Regions from separate parts of the Mus musculus genome. Here region 1 is linked to region 2. A link is a contact called in public Hi-C data. All regions are on one chromosome and are shown on one strand. The core of a region is the stretch at or near the end of the contact, and the rest is flanking DNA. Distances in the headings are between cores, read along the strand shown. Region 1 holds the start of Slc10a2 (solute carrier family 10, member 2). Region 2 has its middle 74 kb from the start of Slc10a2.

Region 1 (5,100 bases), core at 2,512-5,011, 74 kb before region 2:
TGTACATGAGCAGTTATTTCTGTGTGTTTAAATATTTGCATTAGAGCTGTCTCTAAAGTTAAGGATACTCATTAATTGTGAATCATTCCAGAACTTGAGTATGGCCTCTCAAGCCTAATGTGAAAATTTATGTAAAAACAATGTGAAAATTAGATATGCATTGACACTTTTTTTTAAAGTCAGAATTGTAGCACTCTGTCTAGTCAAACAGACTGCTCATTTGCAGGTTGTCTACATGCAAAACATTCTGCCCTTGGAAACTTAAGATCACCTCATCGAGCCATCTCGAACTGAGTAGCAGCTTTGTTCTGGCCTTGCTTTCTGCACTCATATTCTCTTCTCTGCTTCCTACACTGTGGCAATAAAATAAAATAAAATAAAATAAAATAAAATAAAATAAAATAAAATAAAATAAAATAATACAATATAAAATCAGAGGGAGATTCCTCCAAAAGCAATGAATAGAACTCCTTTATGTCCCAGCTAATCACTCCTGGGTGGGTATCCAGATGACACTAAGTCAACACACCACAAGGGCATTTTCAATCCATCTTTATTGCATCATTACCCACAATACTCCAGTTATGAAATCAGCCTAGGTATGTCAACAGAGAAATGGATAAAGAAACTGTAGAATAGATATACATTAGAGTTTTATTTAGCCAGAAAAAGGAACAAAATTACATATTTTTGTCAGAAAATGGATATAACCAGAGATCATCATATTAAACAAAATAGTTCAGATTCAGAAAGACAAACATCACATATTCTCACTGCAGATTCTGGAGTCTATACAGATATATAAACTCATATATTCTTACGACACAGAAACAAAGCTAGATTAGAAGAAATTGGAGGGAAGGAGAGGGAGTGATAGGAGCCAACATTCTTTTTTTTTAATTTTTTATTGGATATTTTATTTATTTACATTTCAACTGTTATCCCCTTTCCCAGTTTCTCCTCTGCAAACCTCCTATCCCATCCCCTCCTCCCCTGCTTCTATAAGGGTGCTCCCACACACACACACACACACACACACACATTCCCACCTCCCTGCCCTAGCATTCCCTGACAAAGGGGCATTCACAGGATCAAGGGCCTCCCCTCCCATTGATGACAGATAAGGCCATCCTGTACTACATATACAGCTGGAGCCATGGGTCCTGTTTGGTTGATGATTTAGTCCCTGGGAGCTTTGGGGGTTCTGGTTGGTTGATATTGTTGTGAGCCAGCATTCTTAATCTACTTAAAAGAGAATGTCCTTATGAATCCTGTCACCATGGACAACAAGTATATACCAATTAAAAATATTTTGACAAATGTGTAGCCATAAAAAAAATCACAATTAGAAAGCTTCTTTATTAGAAATAGTCTGGCCATTTAACATGGTTAGTAAGCCAAATAAACCCATTTATATGAAAAAAGGAGAAGATGCGGATAGGATTGATTGCAGATGACCAGCCTAGCTACAAACTCAGTCCTCATCACAAAGTTTACTGCCCTGTAATTCAACGGAGGAAGTCTGAAAGTGAGGTGCTTTGACCTAATAGTGAAATCTTTCAACTTAGAAGAAATGTACAAATCTAAATCCTTCCAAGCTAGGGCTCAAATATCCTTTGGCAGAAGAGACATGATAAAATGAGTAGGCTATATAGAGTCAGATCCTAGGTTACCTTTCTGATATTTTTTCTTTTATTTTTTAATTTTTATTTATTTTATTTTATTGGACATTTTATTTATTTACATTTCAAATGTTATCACCTTACCTGATTTCACATCCCCCAAAACCTCCTATCGCATCCCCGCTCCTCCTGATTCTATGAGGGAATGCCCCCACCCAACCACCTATTCCTGCCTCCCTGCCTTCACATTCCCCAACACTGGGGCAGCCAGGCAAAAAGGAACTAGCTCTGGCAGGTACACAAAGGCAGCAGCAGGAGGCGCACCTTCCTCACATGCCTTGGGACTGACTGCCACCAGGTGAGGTAATGAACCAGAGATCAATCAGACCGATGGAGAGGCACAGCCAGGAGTGGGAGGAGAGGCCTTGCTGGGAAACCTAGCTAATCATTTAGCCACAAGGCAGGGCAGGTAGTGGGAGAGAAGAAAGAATCTTCCAGAACCTAGCCTCTTGCCAACTAACTCCAATCTAGGCAATCTGAGGCTGGATTTGGCAGCGCCAATTATAACCAACTAACAGAAGAAAGCACAAACAAAGCAACCTAACAGCTTAAAAGGACATTACTGGAACAGAAGTTATATTAGCAAGGAGAATTAATCAGTTATCAGTCAAGAAAATGGCCCTGATCCTGACATTAACTCAATCATAGGTTAAAGGGGAAGGGTCCCCAGTTCTCCAGCTGCTAGGACCTAGGACTGTTTTTCTTCTGCCCGGTGGTCAAGTCGTGATAAGAAGGCCATTATTTCTGTGAGGAGTTTTTCTTCACAGGTAGCTTCTGAGTGTGAGCAGTCAGACTTCACTATTATGATATAACTAGAGACACAATCAAAGCCCTGCCCAATCTCAAAGGGGTGCCCTATTCAGCATCATTACGTTCAACTGGGAGCTCTATAGAAAACAAAGTCAAGAGTCAGAACCTACATTTAAAAAATGCCTCCTGAAATCTTAAGCATACTGAGTTCTAAGAAACTGTTCTAAATGGTTTGTGTTAGTGTGTTTGTCTTCCTGGGAGAGAGAGATAGAAACAGGACCTCATTCTCTAGTCCATGATGGTCTTGAACTTCATATCCTCATGCTTCATGCTCTTCAGACTCCTGAGTCTGTAGATATAAGCTAGAACCCAGCCTACTCTAGTGTTGGGTTTAAATACCTGAGAACTGGACATTTGTCTTCTGCCTATTTTTGTGCCTTCCTTACATACCTTACCACAGCGCTCTGTTCATCCATCATAAAAATAACTACTTGATATTTCCAAAAACCTCTTATAATACTTTCTATTTCACACACACACACACACACACACACACACACACACACACACACACACACACAACTTTAATTCCTGGCTCTAAGCACAAAGAGTTATACTGTCACTTTGACCTAATCTAGAGTTTATGCCTCTAACTAATTGTATTGTCTCTATCTATAAAACACTTTGTTGCCATGTCAATATATGTATAATTCATGTGTAAGTAACGAAGGTGGCTCCATATGATGGACTTCAGCAGAAAACATTCAGTGCTCACAAGGACTAACCACCCTTCCCTAAGTTTTTTTTCAAGCCCTAGAAGTCTGTGAAACATGCATATGTTTTGTGGACATCATAGTTCATATAAGGAAGAATGACCACTTGACAGCTATTGTAAGAAAGCTGAAAATCTTCTTCAGTCAACTTATAATGTAGTTTGGCATGGGGTTATTGTTTTTTTTTTTGTTTTAATATAATTTTCAAAGCTTTAGTACCCCCTACTTAAAGTTGGAGGAGAGAATAATACACTTTACTCCACTCCAACTCTTGGAACATTCTATACAATTCAGAGTTTAACTAAAATTATTCCCAGCAAACTTTCCTGGCATTAATTATTAACGTGGCTATTTCTGTGTGGCTTAGTTCATTATCATGTCAATAAATGATTAATTATAACTTTCTGTCTTGGCCAGTAGTTTCTCTGGACGTTTTATGATTCATTATTTGTGCTATGTTGTAATGCAGCCTCTCGAAACTGACATACTAGCATTTATTGTTTTTTATTGCTTCTCTAACGTGGCTTTTCAAAGAGACACCAAGTACCACATGTTGAGAAAGGGTTTAAAAGTTTGGCGTGTTGAAAGCATACTCAGCTGGCAGTAGAGACAGAACTGGTGCTTCTGTGGACTTGGCCATTTGCACAGCACAAGCAGTGATGGATAACTCCTCTGTCTGTCCCCCAAATGCAACTGTCTGCGAAGGCGATTCCTGCGTAGTACCTGAGAGCAACTTCAATGCAATTCTCAATACAGTGATGAGCACTGTGCTCACCATCCTCTTAGCCATGGTGATGTTTTCTATGGGGTGCAATGTGGAAGTCCACAAGTTCCTAGGACATATAAAGAGACCATGGGGTATCTTCGTGGGCTTCCTCTGTCAGTTTGGAATCATGCCTCTCACAGGCTTTATCCTGTCTGTGGCCTCTGGCATCCTTCCTGTACAGGCTGTAGTGGTGCTAATTATGGGTTGCTGCCCTGGAGGAACTGGCTCCAATATCCTGGCCTATTGGATAGATGGCGACATGGACCTCAGGTAAGATATAAAAATCTGTAACTGTTACAGCCAACTGGAGTTAAGTTTAGAAAAATCTGTATCTTTTTCAACATCCATTTGATCTGCTGCACTGACTAAATGTCTAAGGAGTTAAATGGGAAGAGTAAGTGCATCCATGTGCCTTTTGAAACAGCTGCTTTGCTATTCGAAATGGGGACTCTTATTTGTGTCTTTGTATTTTTTGTAGTTTTCATCCTAAACCAAACAGTAGTTTACATTTTAATTTTTAATATTTTCAGTTAGCACACAAAGAAGCAACCTTCTAAGTGACTTTTGTATGCATGTTTATCATTGCGTTTTGTTCCTAATTATATGTCATTACCACTAGTTCCCCACTCTCCCTCCTGCTGTTCCACTCCCTGTCCTGCTTCCATGCCGCATACATTCCATTATCTTCCCTATTTCCGCCCTGATCTGCCCTGAAAGTTCCCTCTCTATCAAGTCCTGTGAGTATGTATGGCTATGTGTGTATGTATAAATTTAAATCAAGATCAGCCTCTGAGAGGAAGACTTGGTATTTGTCTTCTTAGTCTGTATTAATATGCTTGCACTTTGAACTCTAACTCAGTTAACAAGAAGTTGTATTACCTGTGGAAAACATTCAAACTTTTTCATTAAATAATTCTTCCACAAACTGCAACTGAGAAAGTCTTGTTGCAATGGAATTAAGGATGAACTTTCTGTGTGATGACAAGTTGGTCTTAGTGCAAATACAAACTCAAACTTCTCATCAAATATTAAACTCTGGTCAACATCAGCTCCACCAAAAAGCCTGTTCTTTGGACAAATACTTCTTGGTTAGAAAGCTAATGAAGAATTCATAAATTCATTTTAAATC
Region 2 (5,452 bases), core at 1,505-4,004:
TCATGCTGTAATTCAGTCACATTCCATTTCTTTTCCAGATGCCTCATGTTGAGTGTTGAGGCTGCATGCAAGTGAATGACCCAATTAGATATGATTTCTGGTAAGGCATGCAAAGACAGTATAAAGCCCTCTCCCTCATTCAACTAAGAATATTGATATCCAAAAACATGCCCTTACAAAAATTATCTGTAAGTGTTCAAATAAAATGCAAACAACTCTGGTTAATTAAAAATTGGCAACATGGGGCTGCTGAGATGGCTCAGTGGGTAAGAGCACCCGACTGCTCTTCCGAAGGTCCAGAGTTCAAATCCCAGCAACCACATGGTGGCTCACAACCATCTGTAATGATATCTGACTCCCTCTTCTGGTGTGTCTGAAGACAGCTACAGTGTACTTACATATAATAAATAAATAACTCTTTTAAAAAATGGCAACATGATATTGGGTAAAACATAAACTCTGAGAAGAATCTATTGAAATTCATCAATGCATCAACAAACATTTATTGTATATACTTATGATCTCATCACTGTATGTATGCCAGTTTTTATGGAATACACCACCATACAACTTATACTGCCTTTTTCAAACCTACGGGGAGTGATATTTTGCCCCAGTATAGGGGAATGCCAGGGCCAGGAAGCAGGAATGGGTGGGTTGGTGAGCAGGGGGAGGGATAGGAGATAGGGAGTTTTCAGAGGGGAAACCAGGAAAGGGGATAACATTTGAAATCTAAATAAAGAAAATATCTAATTAAAAAAGCACATTGAAAGATAACTCACATGAAAACAATGAAAAAATGTAGAAAGAAAAAGATATGCAGACTTGACTTCATGAAAATGTAAACTTTCAGCCTCTAAAAATGTAAGCTGATCTGATGATATTCATATACATAATATATATCATATGTATGCACACACATATATAAATACAAATACACACATATATATATACATACACACACATGCACTAAGGAAAGTACATTTTGTATATTACAAGGTTGTATATGATAAGAAATTAAGATTCAAATTATAAATGATCTATGAATATGACATCCACAAATGAAGACCTATTTAAATATTTGAAAAGTCATGAATATTTCTTTAACATTTGAAAATTATTATCAATTTGTAGAGAACTGAAAATTAAAACAACAATAAAAACTATGAAATGGATCAATAAGTAAAGCATTTGACACACAAGTCTGATGGCATGTGTTCCATTTGTGGATCCTACAGTGAAAAGAGAAAACCAATTTCAAATGTTGTCCTCTAACCAAAACCCCCCAACACACATGCAAAGGCATGTTCACTCTCTTTTTCACACACACATTAACCATAAATATTTTAAAGATGATTTAACTTACAATTTATTTTTTATTGACTAATGTATGTTTAATGATAACCAAAGGACTATTCTTATATGACCTTTAGGTTAATGGATTAACTTTGGTTTTCTGTTCATTACTTTAGTTGTTTTATTTGGTTTTGTTTTAGTGTATTTGAGTTTTGTACTTTACCACTGATATATCCTCAAACACTGAATCTTTGTTGTTGTTGTTGCTGCTACTGCTGCTGCTGTTAAGAGAATATCTTTTATTGGGAATAGATATTTTATTTAATTTTAGTTTTTACTTATTCACTTTATATCCTGCTTACTGCCCTCCTCCAAGTATTCTCTTCCCACAATCCTTCCCTCATCCCCTACTCCCCTTCTCCTCTGAGCAGGTAAGTGTCCTCCTGGGTATCCTGGCACTTCAAGTATCTCTAAGACTAGATAGACACTTGCTCTCCTGCTGAAGTAGGACAAGTCAGCCCAGCTAGAAGAACATATCCCACAGACAGGCAGCAGCTTTTGGGATAGCTCACTCTCCAGTTGTTCAGGATCCACATGAAGACCAAGCTGAATATCTGCTATATATTACATGTGCAGGGAGGCCTAGTGTATGTTCTTTGGTTAGTGGTTCAGACTGTGAGAACCTCAAGATTCCAGGTTAATAGGTACTGTTGGTCTTCCTGAGAAGTTTCGATCCTGTTCAGGGAACAATCCTTCCTCCTATTCTTCCATGAGTCTCTCCAAGCTCCATCCACTGTTTGGTTATCGGTTTCTGTATCTGTCTGAGTCAGCTGCTGGGTGGAGCCTCTCAGAGGACAACATGCTCCTGTCTGCAAGCATAACAGAGTATCGTTAATAGCAAACACTGAATCTTAAAAGTAAGAGTGCACGACAGCCCTTCTACCCCACAAAACAAAAAAGGAAATCCATTTGCATAAATTGAGAATTATGGTTGTGGATGAGAATAGGTTATAGTCTGGAAAATGTCTCTTCTCCAAAGTAATCAAGATATAATTTTCTTAATGTTAAGCATTAGATAGCATGCAAGGGACATTAAGCAAGTTCTTATATTAAACAAGATACTACGCCCATCCTTACAGTATACACAGTTGTAAGTTCTTAGTGTCTTTTTCTTTCTGGCTAAATCATCTTGTAAGACCTCCATAAGGCAATTTGCAGAGCCATAGTAGCAGGCAGACAAGACCTACGTGGCTTAGGCTTGTAAATTTGAGAATGTCAGCAGGAATAGAAGAATAACATAGTCTTCGAATGTCTTGCCAAATAAGTTTCTAAAATGGAAACTCTGTCCAGATAGGCTGTCTTGGTCACCAGCACAAAGATCATTATCCTGAACAGTAATGCAGAGGGCAAAGTTTGTGACTCTTCTGGAAATAGTGGAGTGTAATGGGCACTTACACTAGACAAACAAACCTTTGTCCCTTCAATACGTGAGCCGCAGTTGAGCTGCAGGCTAACTAATAGTTCCTGTGCAGGATAGTTGGCAATTAAAAGCAGATGAGTTTCCCAGAGCAAAGAGTTCTTTCTTCACATAAGTTCAAACCATTACAGCCCAGTGGACTTTGGAAGTGAGTACAAATTGTAAGTATAACTGAAATTCCTCAAAAGAAAAAAATGCCAACAATGCAATTTCTTAGAAGCAATACAAAGCACCCTCCAAATTTGTTATTTAATGAACATTTTAGTGGAATACTGCAAAATATTAACTCAAAAGAAAATCGAATTTTGAATACTACTCCATGGTCCTTCTGACAATAACTAAGGTTGTTACCTTTGCCATGCATTGTCAGTTAAAGTTAATAAATGTTCAGGTCCAAGGAAATATTCCTGTTTTCCAAAGATGGAAAGTTCCCATCCTAGTCAAGAGTACTATGTACTTTTAAAAGAATTCTGCACGATATTTAAAAGACACTAGAAATCACTGCTTTTAACATCATGGAATAGTTTTACATCTCCATGAAGCAGGATTTCTTTGCATCATTTAATATAACGAGGAGTTTATACATTGGTGTAGTTCATATATTTACATTCCAACCCAAGACTTAAAAACTCAAAGCTTAAAGAAAGGTTTATGTAAGTGAATCAATAAACAGTGAACCAGGTATTGAGAAAATAAAGTGATACTAACTTGTGAACTATACTTGGAACATATCCAAGACAAACCATTTGAAGATAGAATCCTGTAGTTCTGTAGTTGAGAAATTGGCACAAAAGGAATCATAGACCTACATAAAACAGATAAAATATCAAATTGTTAAGAAGAAAGTATTCACAATATTGAATTAAGCAATGAATCTTCATTTTCTACAAAATGCTAAAGTGAACACCAAAGGGTAAAAAGTATTTGCAGTTTTATAAGTATCATTAAGAAAATGAGTTCCTGGTAAACTCAGGCTACAGAATAAGACATAGTTAAAAGAAAGAAAGAAAGAAAGAAAGAAAGAAAGAAAGAAAGAAAGAAAGAAAGAAAGAAAGAAAGAAAGGAAGGAAGGAAGGAAGGAAGGAAGGAAGGAAGGAAGAAAGAAAGAAAGAAAGAAAGAAGGAAAGAAAGAAAGAAAGGAAACAAACAAATTAGGAAAAGAGGAGAACAGATGTAAGAAAGGAGAAAAAGAAAGACAAAGAAAGTGTGTGTGTGTGTGTGTGTGTGTGTGTGTGTGTGTGTGTGTGAGAGAGAGAGAGAGATGTTGCCAAGAGTTTATTAAGGTGAAAAACTGGGAATATCCACAAGGACAAGACATTTCAGGAAACCAAGCACAACTTGCACTTCCTTGAAAAGTGATATACATATATGGCCAGTTTTCAAAAAAAAAAAAGAAAGAAAGGAGAACAGATGTAAGAAAGGAGAAAAAGAAAGACAAAGAAAGAGGGTGTGTGTGTGTGTGTATGTGTGTGTGTGTGTGTGTGTGTGTGTGTGTGTGTGTGTGTGTGTGTGTGATGTTGCCATGAGTTTATAAAGGTGAAAAACTCGGAATATCCACAAGGACAAGACGTTTCAGGAAACCAAGCACAACTTGTACTTCCTTGAAAAGTAATATGCATATATGGCCAGTTTTCAAAAAAGAAAAAACAACTCTCTCATCTCCTCACTAAAACATATGCACAGAGAAAGAGAGAGACAGAGAGACAGACAGAGACAAAGAGAGACAGAGAGAGAGCAATGAGGATGTGCCAGCTGATCCAGAATCTCACTAAATTTCAAAGCATGCTTCCATTTTTTACATGAGACTTTCCATGCCAAAATGATATTTACATATAGAATAGACTTCTATATGAAATTATTTCCTGTTGTACACGTTTCCCCAATGCTATCTGTATTCTTTTTTTTTTCTAATGGCAATTTGATATATTTCAAAGGAAGTTTGTTTCTCTTAGCTGAATGGTAGAACAGGGGTTTTGTTTTGTTTTGTTTTAGTTTTTATTAGATATTTTCTTCATTTACATTTCAAATGCTATCCCAAAAGTCCCCTATACCCTCCCCCCACCCCATCTATATTCTTAAAATCTTTAGAGGTTGATTCCATTATAACTCAGAAATTCTTGACTCCAAAATATAAACCTAGCTGTTATTAGGGTTTGATAATATTGTGGTTTCCTCAAAGTACTTCTGTGTGTTGTGACTTTCAATACCAGAAATCTAGTTCATGGTTTCTGTGAGCAAAGAATGTCCTTCAGAACCAGCTCCGGATATTCAATCTCTGATTAGCCTAGTTAGGCTGGAAGGGCTGAACTGCCTGAAATAACTTTTATACTCCTATGAAATGTGAATTTTTACTTTGGAAGTTCAAAGGCTATTATTTTTCAGAGTGGGTAAGTCAGAGTTCTCATATAAGGTATCAACTCTGATTGTCTGACAGGACTTAAGGAATAAAACCAACAAAGATTCCACTAAGATCTTCACCAGACAGCTAGCTATTTGCTGGAGAATACAGAGTCAAAATAACCTAAGTCCAAGCTTGTCTCTTTTTTTTTCTTTTTTTTTTTCCCCATTTTTATTAGGTATTTAGCTCATTTACATTTCCAATGCTATACCAAAAGTCCCCCATACCCACCCACCCCCACTCCCCTACCCACCCACACCCCCTTTTTGGCCCTGGCGTTC

The links. Hi-C and Micro-C count contacts between places; a contact is called where the count stands out from the background.
Region 1: a contact with region 2 is called in a Hi-C map of liver, with 9 times the contacts expected there. The contact joins the promoter of Slc10a2 here to the enhancer-like site in region 2. A contact is called at or near these places in 11 of 39 promoter capture datasets (the HPC-7 cell line, cranial neural crest, embryonic stem cells and 6 more), 7 of 484 Hi-C or Micro-C datasets (all in liver), 4 of 115 datasets of contacts at active chromatin or transcription factors (epiblast stem cells, kidney and liver) and 1 of 9 other capture datasets (liver).

The regions. Positions count from the first base shown.
Region 1 is chr8:5,103,948-5,109,047 of GRCm38.p6, reverse strand. Slc10a2 (solute carrier family 10, member 2) reads left to right here and starts at 3,761. Exons shown (of 6, transcript NM_011388.3): 1 at 3,761-4,241. The coding sequence starts at 3,865.
Region 2 is chr8:5,028,158-5,033,609 of GRCm38.p6, reverse strand. No RefSeq gene overlaps it. Among named protein-coding and RNA genes, the nearest start is that of Slc10a2, 74 kb to the left of the region's middle. Within about 2 kb of position 2,754, at least 16 of the 459 cell types and tissues checked have an H3K27ac peak or open chromatin away from gene starts, as enhancers often do. A contact at or near this core is called in kidney, liver and second pharyngeal arch cranial neural crest, where this site is marked.